Regions from separate parts of the Zea mays genome. Here regions 2 and 3 are each linked to region 1. The links are chromatin contacts, called in public Hi-C maps. All regions are on one chromosome and are shown on one strand. Each heading gives the region's core, a stretch centred on a gene start, on an enhancer-like site or on the middle of the called end of the contact. The rest is flanking DNA. Distances are from core to core; before and after follow the strand shown.

Region 1 (3,674 bases), core at 953-3,452:
TTGATCCATATGGTTTCTTTCCCAATCCAGACCATTCCCGGCCCAAACGAATAAGGCCTTAGGTTGCGGGGGCGAGATGCATCGTCTCGTCTGCCTGCAGTGAAAGTGATCTCACGAGGACGAGGACGGCACCCCCGCAGACAGCGACGGCGAGTACAGACCGCCAGTGTGCCCGGCATGTTTCACGGCAGATTACAGGCAGCGCACGCTACAAACACATGCGCATGCCAGCCTTCGATGGACAGCATCACGGCACGGATGCAATGGATTTAGCGCGGGTCGTTGTCGTGCTTGTGCTGCCCGATCATTTTCAAATTACTGTCCACCTGCTGCTGGATGATGTCTCGTCTAACCACTGTTGGCGCGTGCGTAGACGCAGAGCAAGTGGACATGTAAACCACTGCTTGGATTTATAAGGCCTCGATCTCTCCATCTTCAACCAAAACAGAGCAGCAGTGGCTTATCTTATTGAACAGTTTTTTTCTCTCTCTCTCTCTGCGGCGGCTTTTCTTATAAGAAAAAAAATATTTGGTAAAACTGTGTGTTTAGAAGAAGAAAAAAATGATATCTTCAGAATCAGAACCAGACAACGCCTCAAGGACTGACTAAACCCTTGGCAATCTCCACCAGGAGAACGATCTCCATCCAGCATCCAACGCGGTGCTTTGAAGAGAAGGCAGTGGACACTGGTGAGTTTGTGACTTGTTGTTGGTGCACGTGAAGAGAACTTTTTTTTTCACCCTTCGTTGGACATCGTCCCCGATCCACTTCTGCGGCCATATCTCCGGTTATTATTAACAGAATGGCCATCGCACGATTTGCCAGGACGTTCTGTGCTGTGCCACATTGCGTTCGCGCATGAACCGCGCATCAACCGTAACCGGCGCATCGCGTCCGCAGGAAGCCTCGTCTCCTGCCATGGCCTCGTGTGACGTAGCGTAACCAGTCGGCGACGAACATGTTCAGTCCATCAGGAGACGAGGACGTGGAGCGAGCCGTTCTTGGCGGCCGCGCAGACGGGGCAGGCGTCCACGCCGGCCTCGCACGCGCGGCACAGGCACAGGTGCCGGCACGGGAGCAGCAGCACGGACGCCTCGCCGGCGCCGCACGACCTGCACGCCAGCTTGGACCTGGACGCGCACGACGCGCCGCCGTCCTCGAAGCAACACGACTCGGCGTCCTCGGCCTCACCGCCTTCCTCGCGGCCGCCGCCGGCGCCATAGGGTGACTGCAGGAGCTGGTCCAGCGTGGCGCGGAGGCCAGCGGCGGCGGCCTCGTGCCTCCTGGCGACGGCCATCCACGCCTGGCACTCGGCGCCCGCCTGCCGGGCCTTCTCCTCCAGCTCCGCGCCGCGCCGGAGCGCGCGCTCGAGGTCCGTCTCCGACGCGCGCAGCCGCCCCGACGCGGCGCGCCCCACGGCGGCCAGCAGCGCGCGGGCGTGCCGCCGCCGCGCCTCCTCCAGCGCCGCGCGCATCCTCTCTGCCTGTGCACCACAAGATAATGTCTCACAGATCAGACACCGTCGGACCATGCGTTGTTGTCCCCATATGACGAAGAAGGAAGAAGTCGGTCGATTCCCAGTTATTAACCATCAATTGACAGATGATAGATGAAGATCACGACCGAACAATGGCCGCCCGTACCTCAAGTCTAACGAGCGCGTCGATCTCCACGCCGTGGCGGTGCGTCCACGACGACAGCAGTCCCCGCGAGGCCGCCACGGTCGCGCCACTTGCCACCCTCCCACTGGTGGACGCCGTGCCGGAGGCCGCCACCGCCCGGCGGCTCCGCGCGTTGACGAACGGTGCCACAGCCACAGGCAGTGGCAGCAGGCGCTCCGTGCCCGCCGGAGGCAAACCCGCGCGCTGGTCTTCTGAGAGACCACCGCCCGCTGCTGGCGCCGCCGTCTCCAGGCGCGGCCGCTTCCTCGGCAGGAAGCCGTCGTAGTTGCACCAGGCAACCTCGACGCGCGGGAAGTCGCTGAGCGCCGTCGTGGCGTCCCCGATCCGGGCCGGGGCCGGGGCCGCGGCTGGCGCGCACCCGGCGTACTCGTCCAGGAACAGGTAGCCGCCCGCCGCCTGGGCTGCTAGGTCGTGCGACAGGTGCCGCCCCTGCACGGCCATGGCAAGGCGCAAGGCGCAACTCAAGGACGACCGCGAAGGCGTTGGGCGGGCGTGGGAACCGACCGCCAGTGGGAGGAGTGAGAATGGATGGTTTGCAACCGATGTGGTTATATATATACTGTCACGGTTAGGGAAGGCATGCCATGACTCCGGCTCGGGTGGGGCGGAAGAGCGAAGACTGTGAGCCGGTGCCAACAAAAACACGTAGTAGGGGGGGCACGGCGCGCGGATGCGATCGAGGCCGGGACAAAATCGGATCGCTTTCCACCCGCCCTGGCCGGGCCGGGTGGGGCGGACGCCGTTCGCGGTTCGCCTAGCAATAGCAAGCTGCTAGCTAATCCCCATTCCAGACGGGCGGACATTCACTCGGTTTATTTCAGCGAACCAACGGAGTGATCAGATTTTTTTTACCCCGTGGTCTGCTGCTGCTGCTGCCAATATGATGGGTAGGTAGTACATACTCGATGGACTGTAGTATGTGTTATTCATTTTGCTTTCGCTTTCACGTGCGTGTATGTGATCTGTAGTAAATGGTTGTTTTTATCTCTCCGTATCTACCGTTCTTTGGTATTTTCCTTTTTTCTCCATTTCTCTCACCTTTCTCTTGGTCACATTCATGGGCTGACATCCGTTCAATTTTCTCGCTTTTCCATTTATTGATTTTTTTAATCTTTTTTCCCTATCAGATTTTATTTTCTCGCGTTCTTTGTCCTCCTCCTGTTTTTTCTCTCTCTATCTTTTTATTTATCTCTCTCTCTCTCTTTTGTATTAAACGTTGAGAAATCCGATCAAAATAAATTACATACATAAGAATTAAGAATACGTCGAGAAATCTGATGAGTGCGATATGATGTTCGGCGGTGGACGTGGACCGGGCTGGATGGATGGATCAACAAATGTTGATGGATGGGCCACACCCCACTTCCATGTTTCATGGCCGATTCAAGTCGTCTAGCTAGCTAGTGCATGTCGTCCTGGCTTTTTTTCTCTGCTTTGTTCTGGATCGGATGGGAAAGCTAAAACTAGCGCATCCGTGTCCGTGTCCGTGTCCGTGCCACTAGTAAAAGCAGCGATGTGCATCTCCGGCTGCGGCGGGGCAGCCGGTCAAAGTCTTCCCCCGTCGGAGACGGGCTTACCGCACGCGAGAAAGATCCGATCTCGCAGTCGCAGTGAAACTTCACCCTCGAACGACGAACCATGGCGATGCGATGCGACGCGGCCCAAACAGTCGCAGTCCCTGCCTGGACGACGTGCGGCTGCGGTTTCAACGCCACCCAGCGAGAAAGGCGCGCGGGAAGTCAGGAACCACGAACCATGCAAAGTGATTTTCTCCGCACGTTGCATATGGGGTTTTTTTTTTCTTCAAATGATTCGATTCCAGATGCATGCCGGCCCGGATCATTGGGTACGTTAAGTACGATCAACGACCTCCGCTGGGCTGGCAAGCTTGGAAAGACTTTAATTATCAGGCGTCAGGCTTAGCGGTTGACCGGTTATGCCAGTGGTACAAGCAGGCAAGCAGCACAGTAGTCGCCTCCTGTCCCTCTGATA
Region 2 (3,635 bases), core at 520-3,019, 180 kb after region 1:
TTTGAAAACCAGAAGTACATTTATCGTATACTCCCTCCATCCCGTCGTAACGACTTTTTATTGCAGTCTCTGTTTAGAAGCACCTAGTTTTTAATAAACTGGTTTATAGAAATTGAGGTCATTCGAATATACCAGTTTATGACATAGTTTATATAAATTATATTTTTGGTTTCTTAAAAACTAAGAAACTGATTTATCCTAGCTAAAAAGATAAAAACCGATTCTTAAAAATTGGGTTGCTTCCGAATAGAACTTAAATCACATGGTTTTTAGTTAGGCATACTTAATATCAATGGGGAGAGAATGATATATATATATATATATATATATATATATATATATATATATATATATATATATATATATATATATATATATATATATATATATATATATATATATATATATATATATATATATATATATATATAGTAAATAACAAGAGTCAAGAGGTGATTTATTTCCTTGTATACTTTGGACAGTGGAAGTTGGAACGAGCAAAGTAAACAGCGGTGGTAAGCACAGTGTCCTCTTGTCTCCCACCCCCACGTTACTACAGCTGAGCAGAGCATCATCACCCATCTGACGTGACGACGGATCAGAAGGCGTCTTTTATTTGCATCAGAGTCACGATCAAATTCCAGCACCCGAATTATTACCACACGCGACCAGCAGGCCGTGCGCGTACGCAGCAGCACGTTGATGAATATAGCGCGCGCAGTCCGTGCATGGCTACCGGCACGGCCACACCCACACAGCCCTGGCCACCGGTCTGCGCGAGCACGTCCACGCAGAAAACGCCAACCCGGCCGGCACAGGGGTGCTGCCTGCCGCTGCGTTCAGTTGTCAGTCACCATGGTCCATGGCGCGCGCGCGCCTTCAGCCAGGGCAGGGCTACTGCACGTACGTACGTACATCTCTGCACGACTGCACCTGCGCTTACGTACGTACGTACGTACGCTTGTCGCAGCTTGTCCTCGCCAACATGAAGGCGCGCACCGGCCGGCCCGCCCGCCCGCCCGTTGGACCCCGCCGCGCGTGCCTGGGCAGTCGCCGCTGGTGTGTAGTGTCGGGAGGGCCGGCCAGCCAGCTGCGGCTGGTGTGGTGGAGCAGTGGAGCCCGCCGCACCTGCCCCACGAACGGGGCGACGCGCGCCCGCATGCGGCAGCACGGGGAGCTAGCTACAACGACACAGGCCGCTAGCCTAGCTCTCCGTCGTCGGTGTGCGGTCCGAACCTGCCCTGGCCCTCCCTCCATGCACGGACGCATCTGCCAGTACTGGGGCGGGGTCCGGGGTGCGTGGTCTGCTGCGATCACGCGCGAGATGTTTTTGACAAAGCCGCCCCCACCCATACACACGTAGGAGTAGTAGTAATAGCTGCGAATCGAATTGATTGAAGGAGTACGCCGGCGGTGACAATAATTGACACCCGCTGCCGGATCAACAATTGATCGCTGCTGCTCGATCTACGCGACAATCCATGCATGCATGCCACGTGCCCGTACATTTGCAGGCCGGGGCCCGGTCAGAGCGATCGCGATCTCTCCGGTAGTACTCCGTATAGTGTAGCTCGGAGCTCGCGCGGCTGTAGTTAGCTAGGATTGGAGCTGAGGGTTTACTACACAGCACACAATGGCGTACATGCGTCATGCGTGCTGGTCAGCCCGGCCTCGAAAAGCACATCAGTGAGCTCTACGGAGTACGGACCACTCTGAGACCCTGCCGTGCGTACACCCAACCCACCCACCAATGCTCTGGATTTGATCATCGTCGCAGGGCGCAGGCCATGCCGCGCAGGCGCAGTGCGCGTGCGTCCTGTCCATGGCATGCACGGATGCACCGCCACATGTTGATCGACGACGGTGCATGTGCATTAATTGGTGGCTTTTTGGCTTGCAGACTGGAGTACTCCTGTGAACACCAGCACCCTGCAAAGCCTGCGATAGCTTTACCGATGCCATCGATCGATGTGAAGCGAGCTGCCAGTGCCAGCCCTTCCCCATGCATACATGCAGCTGATGGATGGATGGATGGGTGACGACTGACGACTGAACGAATGACTGATGAAACCCCCACCCCACCTCTTGTTGGCTTCTGCATGCATTGGCAGATCGATCGCAGCAGCATATCTGCATATGCATATCTCGTTTGGTGGAGGCAGGCAGTAATGCTGGCTGGACTGCGCGCGACTACTATAGGCGTGGATGCCTTTCACTTTTGCGTGCAACCGCCGCGCAGCATGCAGGACAGGACTGACTGCATCGGGGAGGGAACAGTCAGAAAGGGCCCGGTACGGTCGGTCTCAGCCTTCTCTCAGGTCATCGATTCAACCGCATAGTATACACTTATGCACCGCTCCGTTCGTATACTTACATAGCTTAACATCTGTTCTAAAATCAAAAAAATAAAATGTAAGCACAATTATTCTTAGAAACAGAATCATCTTACTCTACCTGTTTTTCTCTCTCGCTCTCTGTCTCTACTTTCTCTCCTTTCAAAATACAATGGTTTTACACCTCTATTGATCGAGAGGTACACATGTGTGACTTCTCAATAATATATTACGTTTTCATCTATATTTTAGAAACACAATTATGTTAGGACTCTGAATGGATCTTTGTCTGGTGACAACGATTTCAAAACGCAACGATTATTTTTGGAGCCTCTCTGAGCGGATATCTCTATGTAGTTGCTCGGTCTGCAGAGCTCTCCTCCTCACTTCTAATAATGGCACATGCATGCATGAATAATGGATCTTGTCTGTCGCATGTAACGGAGTCAAACAATCTAGATTTTAAACAAATATATGTAACAGAATATTAAATGCTATGAGATGCAATAAGTGCCATATAAATTAATCGTACACTGTCTTTTTTTATAGAAGATTTAACTACATACCCAAATAAAAATGATATAAATTTAAGATTGTTTCACTCGAATAAGGCCTCCATGCATTTAACTAAAGATCTTTTTTGGTCCTAAAAAATGCAATATTTACATAGAAGAAACTATCACATAAAAAAAGAACACATGTACCTATATATACTCTTTTTTTAATCAATCTTCACATGTGTTAACGGGACAAAACCAAATGTTGGGGACTTGTTCTCAAATACTATGAATTAAGAACAAGGCAACACAAGATGTTAAATGTTAATACCCTTCGTCATTCGAAGCATTATTTCCCTTAGGATATAATGATCTTCAGACGAAGGCCATGAAAGACATACCTTCATCATCGCAGTATATGTTAAATAAAAGAAGAAGCATATGAAATATGGAATATGAAGTGAAATGTAGACAATTATATGTTGTTATCAATTCATTTCTGTATTATTATTATTAAAGAATAAAAACGACATCAAGTTACAGATGTACCTTCAGTTTGGAAGGAAGTAAAAGTACAAGCGTGACACAAAAAGCAAATGCCAAGTCAGCGTGAACAGTACGGGGGTACTGTTCACCTATTTATAGGCATGGAACACAACCCATATAAAATTACATCCATGCCCTTTACATTTGGTAGTAGTTCTATAGTAATCCACCGAGGTTTAAATAGCCTTTTCATCTTTAAGTCGGTTTCCTTTTCTGCAGTCACGCCGAAGCTTTCCTGCTCACTCCTTCGACGCTGTAT
Region 3 (4,013 bases), core at 739-3,238, 250 kb after region 1:
CGGACAGTCTGGTCTCATGCGCGGACTACCGCCAGTTGTAAATCAAACAAACTTGAAGGTAAAAATGAATTATATCACCCACACAAACCGTCTAGAGGCACGACCAGAACGTTCGTGGTAGGCTTTATCTGACATCTAATGATGCGTTTAATGCGATTATAGCCGTTATAATTGACCATTCCGATCCAGTCGTTGATCTTGCAGGGGCAGACTATGAGCACGACTAATATATCGGTTTTACACTCTTTAGAGGTTGCACATCTTTATCCGCAAGTTGTGTTACCCATTTGCTAAAGGATAGCGACTCCCATACACCTCTTCCAAAGAGGTGAGATACGGTTCACTACGAGGCTTTTACAAAGATCTGCTAGCATGAGAAAACCCGCTACGATTTCAGGAAGAGATGGTAGAGGCCTCCCTCAATAGAAAGCCACCACAATGCAGATCAACCCGAGAACCGACATATACTTGAGCAACTCTTCCTTTTGTCGAGTGTCGTTCTACGTCGAGTGTTTCGGCCTCGGTAAACGAGGTCTATGTCAAGAATCTTATTTCGCCGAGAGTGTCACTCGTCAATGAATGCTTTGCCGAGTGTCCGATAAAATACATTCGGCAAAGCGCCCAGCTAAGAGCCGGATTCCGGTAACGATTCTTACGATCGAGTGACATATAAAATGACATGTCGGTGACTCATTGTCAGTAACGTATAATTAAATGATCTTAATAAAGATGGAAAGAAATTATGAGCACGTGTCCCAGAGCGCCGTGTACGGGTCAGTCGGACCGCTGGGTTGATTTCTTGGTAGCCCGTCCCGTCGCCGTCCTCGGGGTATTATGGCTCCGTTTGGATCCGATAGGATTCTGAAAAATCCCACGCAAAATATCTCATAGAGATTCAAACGGGCTAGATTTTAGATGCTACAATACATTATTCGGTCCAAAATCTTGTATCCACGGTTAGGTAAGATAAAAGGAGATTCTACAACCAACAGATGTTAAAAAGACAAAGATAACCTTGAAAATGGTACCAGTAGGCAGAGAAGGTAAGGACAATAAAGAAATATATGTTCAATGTGCAGCTCAAATATCTACAATCCAAACAAGCTAGATAGAGATCATGCATAATCTAGATAATACAAAATCCAGATTTTAAATATCTATATTTGGCGTCCCTAGCTTGTCGGAAAGCTTGCTCGCACATCAAGGGACGGCGATCACATGGTCCCTTCAAGTTCAAGCAGCTAGCAGGCCCTTCAATTTTCCCAGATCTAAGATCTCTTTCTTTATCAGTACTTATTGCTCCTGTTTGATGATCCAGAATCTATTCAACACTCTTGCTGCCACCTTCCTTCGCAGCGGACAAAACAGACAGCAGTGTTCCCCAGCGCCAGCCAGGCCCTTCTCCTGCGTTGTAGTACAGTGCTGGCCTGCTGGGCAATGCCCCGTATATACGGTAAGGCTGTGTCCGCAAGGTCTGGTAAAGGATCCGATACCTTAAGGTCCTGTTTGGTTCCTTTAGTCACTAGACTAAATTTTAGTGACTAAAGTTTAGACGCTAAAGTACCTCGTTTGGTTTCAGTGATTAAACCGGACTAAAGAGCATTAATTACTGTGAATAATGACTATTTTATCCCTATTAATTAATAAATGTTTGTTATAAGAATAAAGTGAAGATGATAAATAAGGTAAAAATACTACTTTAGTCTCTTTTAGTCACCCCTTAGTGAATAAAGAACGAAAATTTAGTTACCCCACTTTAGTCACCATGTTTGCTTCTTTAGAGACTAAAAGTAACTAAACTTTACTAACTAAACTTTAGTCACCCCAAACCAAACGGGGCCTAAATGTAGCGAACGTCGGCCTCCTTTTTACCTCCAACAATATCCGGTAAACTGCACGCTAACTTTTAGCGCTCGTCCAGGAGACGCCAAATGTGGAGCTTGCTGAGTGTCCGCTAAACGCCAACCGGTTCTCTCTCGCGCCTTGAAATGTCTGCTTTCTCTCTGTGGCGGGCACCGTGCTACCGCCCTAGTCCAGCCCGAGGCATCCAGCCTCGCCGTGCTGGTCTCCGCCGGCCAGGGCCAGGTCCTCGGTGGAGCATCCTGGGGCCCCTTGTTGCCACCAGGCTCGCCACGGCCTTCGTCATCGCGTTCTATGAGCGCCTCCCGCTTGCCGATGCACCAGAGCTCAATGTCAAGCCGAATCTCTCCACAGCCACCTCGACCGGGCAAGATGTGTAGCCGCGGCTGTCAATGGCGCCCTCCCAGCACCCTCCGGCCATAAGCAACCGATGCATCCTTCCCAGCGGTGATTTTTTTGGGTCCTTCGATTTATGTTTTTTGTTGTGGAAACAGACTGATTTTTGCCATTACATTTTATCGTTGGTTTGTTGGATGAATCGAGATGAATCATACGAGTAATGTTATGATTAATTGGTCATTTGGCAAACAAGGTTCAGATTTGTAGCTTAGACCGTCAAGGTGTCGTGATTGAATTTGAATATGACTGTTTAACGTTGAATAAGTAAGGTAGTTGTGTATTCTGTTAATACTGTAGCTATAGAGGACTAAATTTAGGGAACCTTGTTAGAGACTGAGATGATATAGAGGATAAAATCTTTTAGAGTGTGCTGTAAAGGACAGAGAATATTTTTTTAGGGGACGAAATTTAAGAGACTTTACTGGAGACAGACTACAGAGTTGCCCCTCTCAATTCGCTATCACACACGAATAAATGCATGCAATGCAATTTGCATTGCAATGCAATGGTCCAAATGAGCGAAAGAACACAGCCATGTGTGCCACAAATCGATGGTCTGCACATCCTGTCCGGTACTATCATTGTGCTGGTCCTCCTCTTGTTTTGTAAGTAGTTTGTACTACGTGCAGATTGGTGTGACCTTGACCGGCACTTGCAAGGCTCTGCTCATCGGGTAGATATTATTAGAGTATAAAAGATCATCATGCATGTGCTACACTGACACCAGCACGAAGAAATTTTCCAAGGGATGGGCGAATTATGATGAGATTTGAGAGTGACGGATCGCCGAGCAATACAGTACGAGTAGCAAGGTGGTTTCAACTGACACGGAAACATATGCAGCCTGGCACTGCCTGCATTTCTACGCTGCGGTACTAGCTAGTTGACGTCAGATGCAGTTATGTGCGTGTATCATACACGTGGTATTCTCAGTTAGTGGCTTACCTGGCGTGTTTAATCAAAACATATCCAAAGGGCAACCGCTCACATGGTTATACCTTTCCGGGTCCTTTCTCACTATATCATACGGATTCGTACATTTGGAGATACCAAAGCATCGTGATCCCATTCCTTGCACGAGCAATCAAGCCCTCTCTGCTGTCATCTGTTTTGTAGCCTAGATGAGTTGAAAAAGATTAAATAATATAAAAATGATCTTACAAAATACCTAATGAATCACTCACAAATATACTAATCATGTCTGACATTAGGTAGATTTATCTTTGGAGTCTTTATGCTCTAAAACTGTCATACTACGGTAGTATCACTAAGTGATTTCGATAGTACACGCTCACCATTCATTTGAAATCACGTTGCGTAGTTTTCTTTTTTAATTATTTTTATTGTAGATAGAAGACTCTTCCAAACGATGTTGTAGGAAACTACCGGTAACAATGCCAACTCAACAAGTTTGTAAACTCAATGGAAAACAATGTGCTTTTTGTTGCTAAACTCCCAACATCCATACAACTAGGAAAGGCAAAATGTCTTCTCACATGAAAAAATCTATGCCTCTAGTCGATCGTTTGTTACTGCATGATCACCATCTGATAAATCGTCACTATAAATTACAGCCACTCTAGAAAGCTAGTTCATGTCAAACTTAGAGAATTTATAAAGACATAAGAAGCAAACTAATAACTATGTGCTTGCTTCAACAAACCGATGATTCATCTCTACATAAATTTTATCAACCACGACATAAACAATCTCACTCCGATAATGATGAAGATTACTAACAGTGAACACTCCAT

The links. A called contact is a pair of places that touch in the nucleus more often than the background predicts.
Region 2: a Hi-C map of tassel shows a contact between it and region 1, with 4 times the contacts expected there. The contact joins the enhancer-like site here to the promoter of LOC100282091 in region 1. A contact is called at or near these places in 6 of 25 Hi-C or Micro-C datasets (ear, endosperm, leaf and 2 more) and 1 of 3 datasets of contacts at active chromatin or transcription factors (leaf).
Region 3: a Hi-C map of ear shows a contact between it and region 1, with 4 times the contacts expected there. The contact joins the enhancer-like site here to the promoter of LOC100282091 in region 1. A contact is called at or near these places in 2 of 25 Hi-C or Micro-C datasets (ear and endosperm).

The regions. Positions count from the first base shown.
Region 1 is chr2:63,265,436-63,269,109 of Zm-B73-REFERENCE-NAM-5.0, reverse strand. It overlaps LOC100282091, which reads right to left and starts at 2,202. Exons shown (of 2, transcript NM_001371822.1): 1 at 1,644-2,202; 2 at 435-1,483. The coding sequence starts at 2,123. The coding sequence ends at 971.
Region 2 is chr2:63,087,310-63,090,944 of Zm-B73-REFERENCE-NAM-5.0, reverse strand. No RefSeq gene overlaps it. Among protein-coding and RNA genes, the nearest start is that of LOC118476237, 53 kb to the right of the region's middle. Within about 2 kb of position 1,769, at least 19 of the 20 cell types and tissues checked have an H3K27ac peak or open chromatin away from gene starts, as enhancers often do. A contact at or near this core is called in ear, endosperm, leaf and 1 more, where this site is marked.
Region 3 is chr2:63,017,911-63,021,923 of Zm-B73-REFERENCE-NAM-5.0, reverse strand. No RefSeq gene overlaps it. Among protein-coding and RNA genes, the nearest start is that of LOC118476237, 16 kb to the left of the region's middle. Within about 2 kb of position 1,988, at least 16 of the 20 cell types and tissues checked have an H3K27ac peak or open chromatin away from gene starts, as enhancers often do. A contact at or near this core is called in ear, where this site is marked.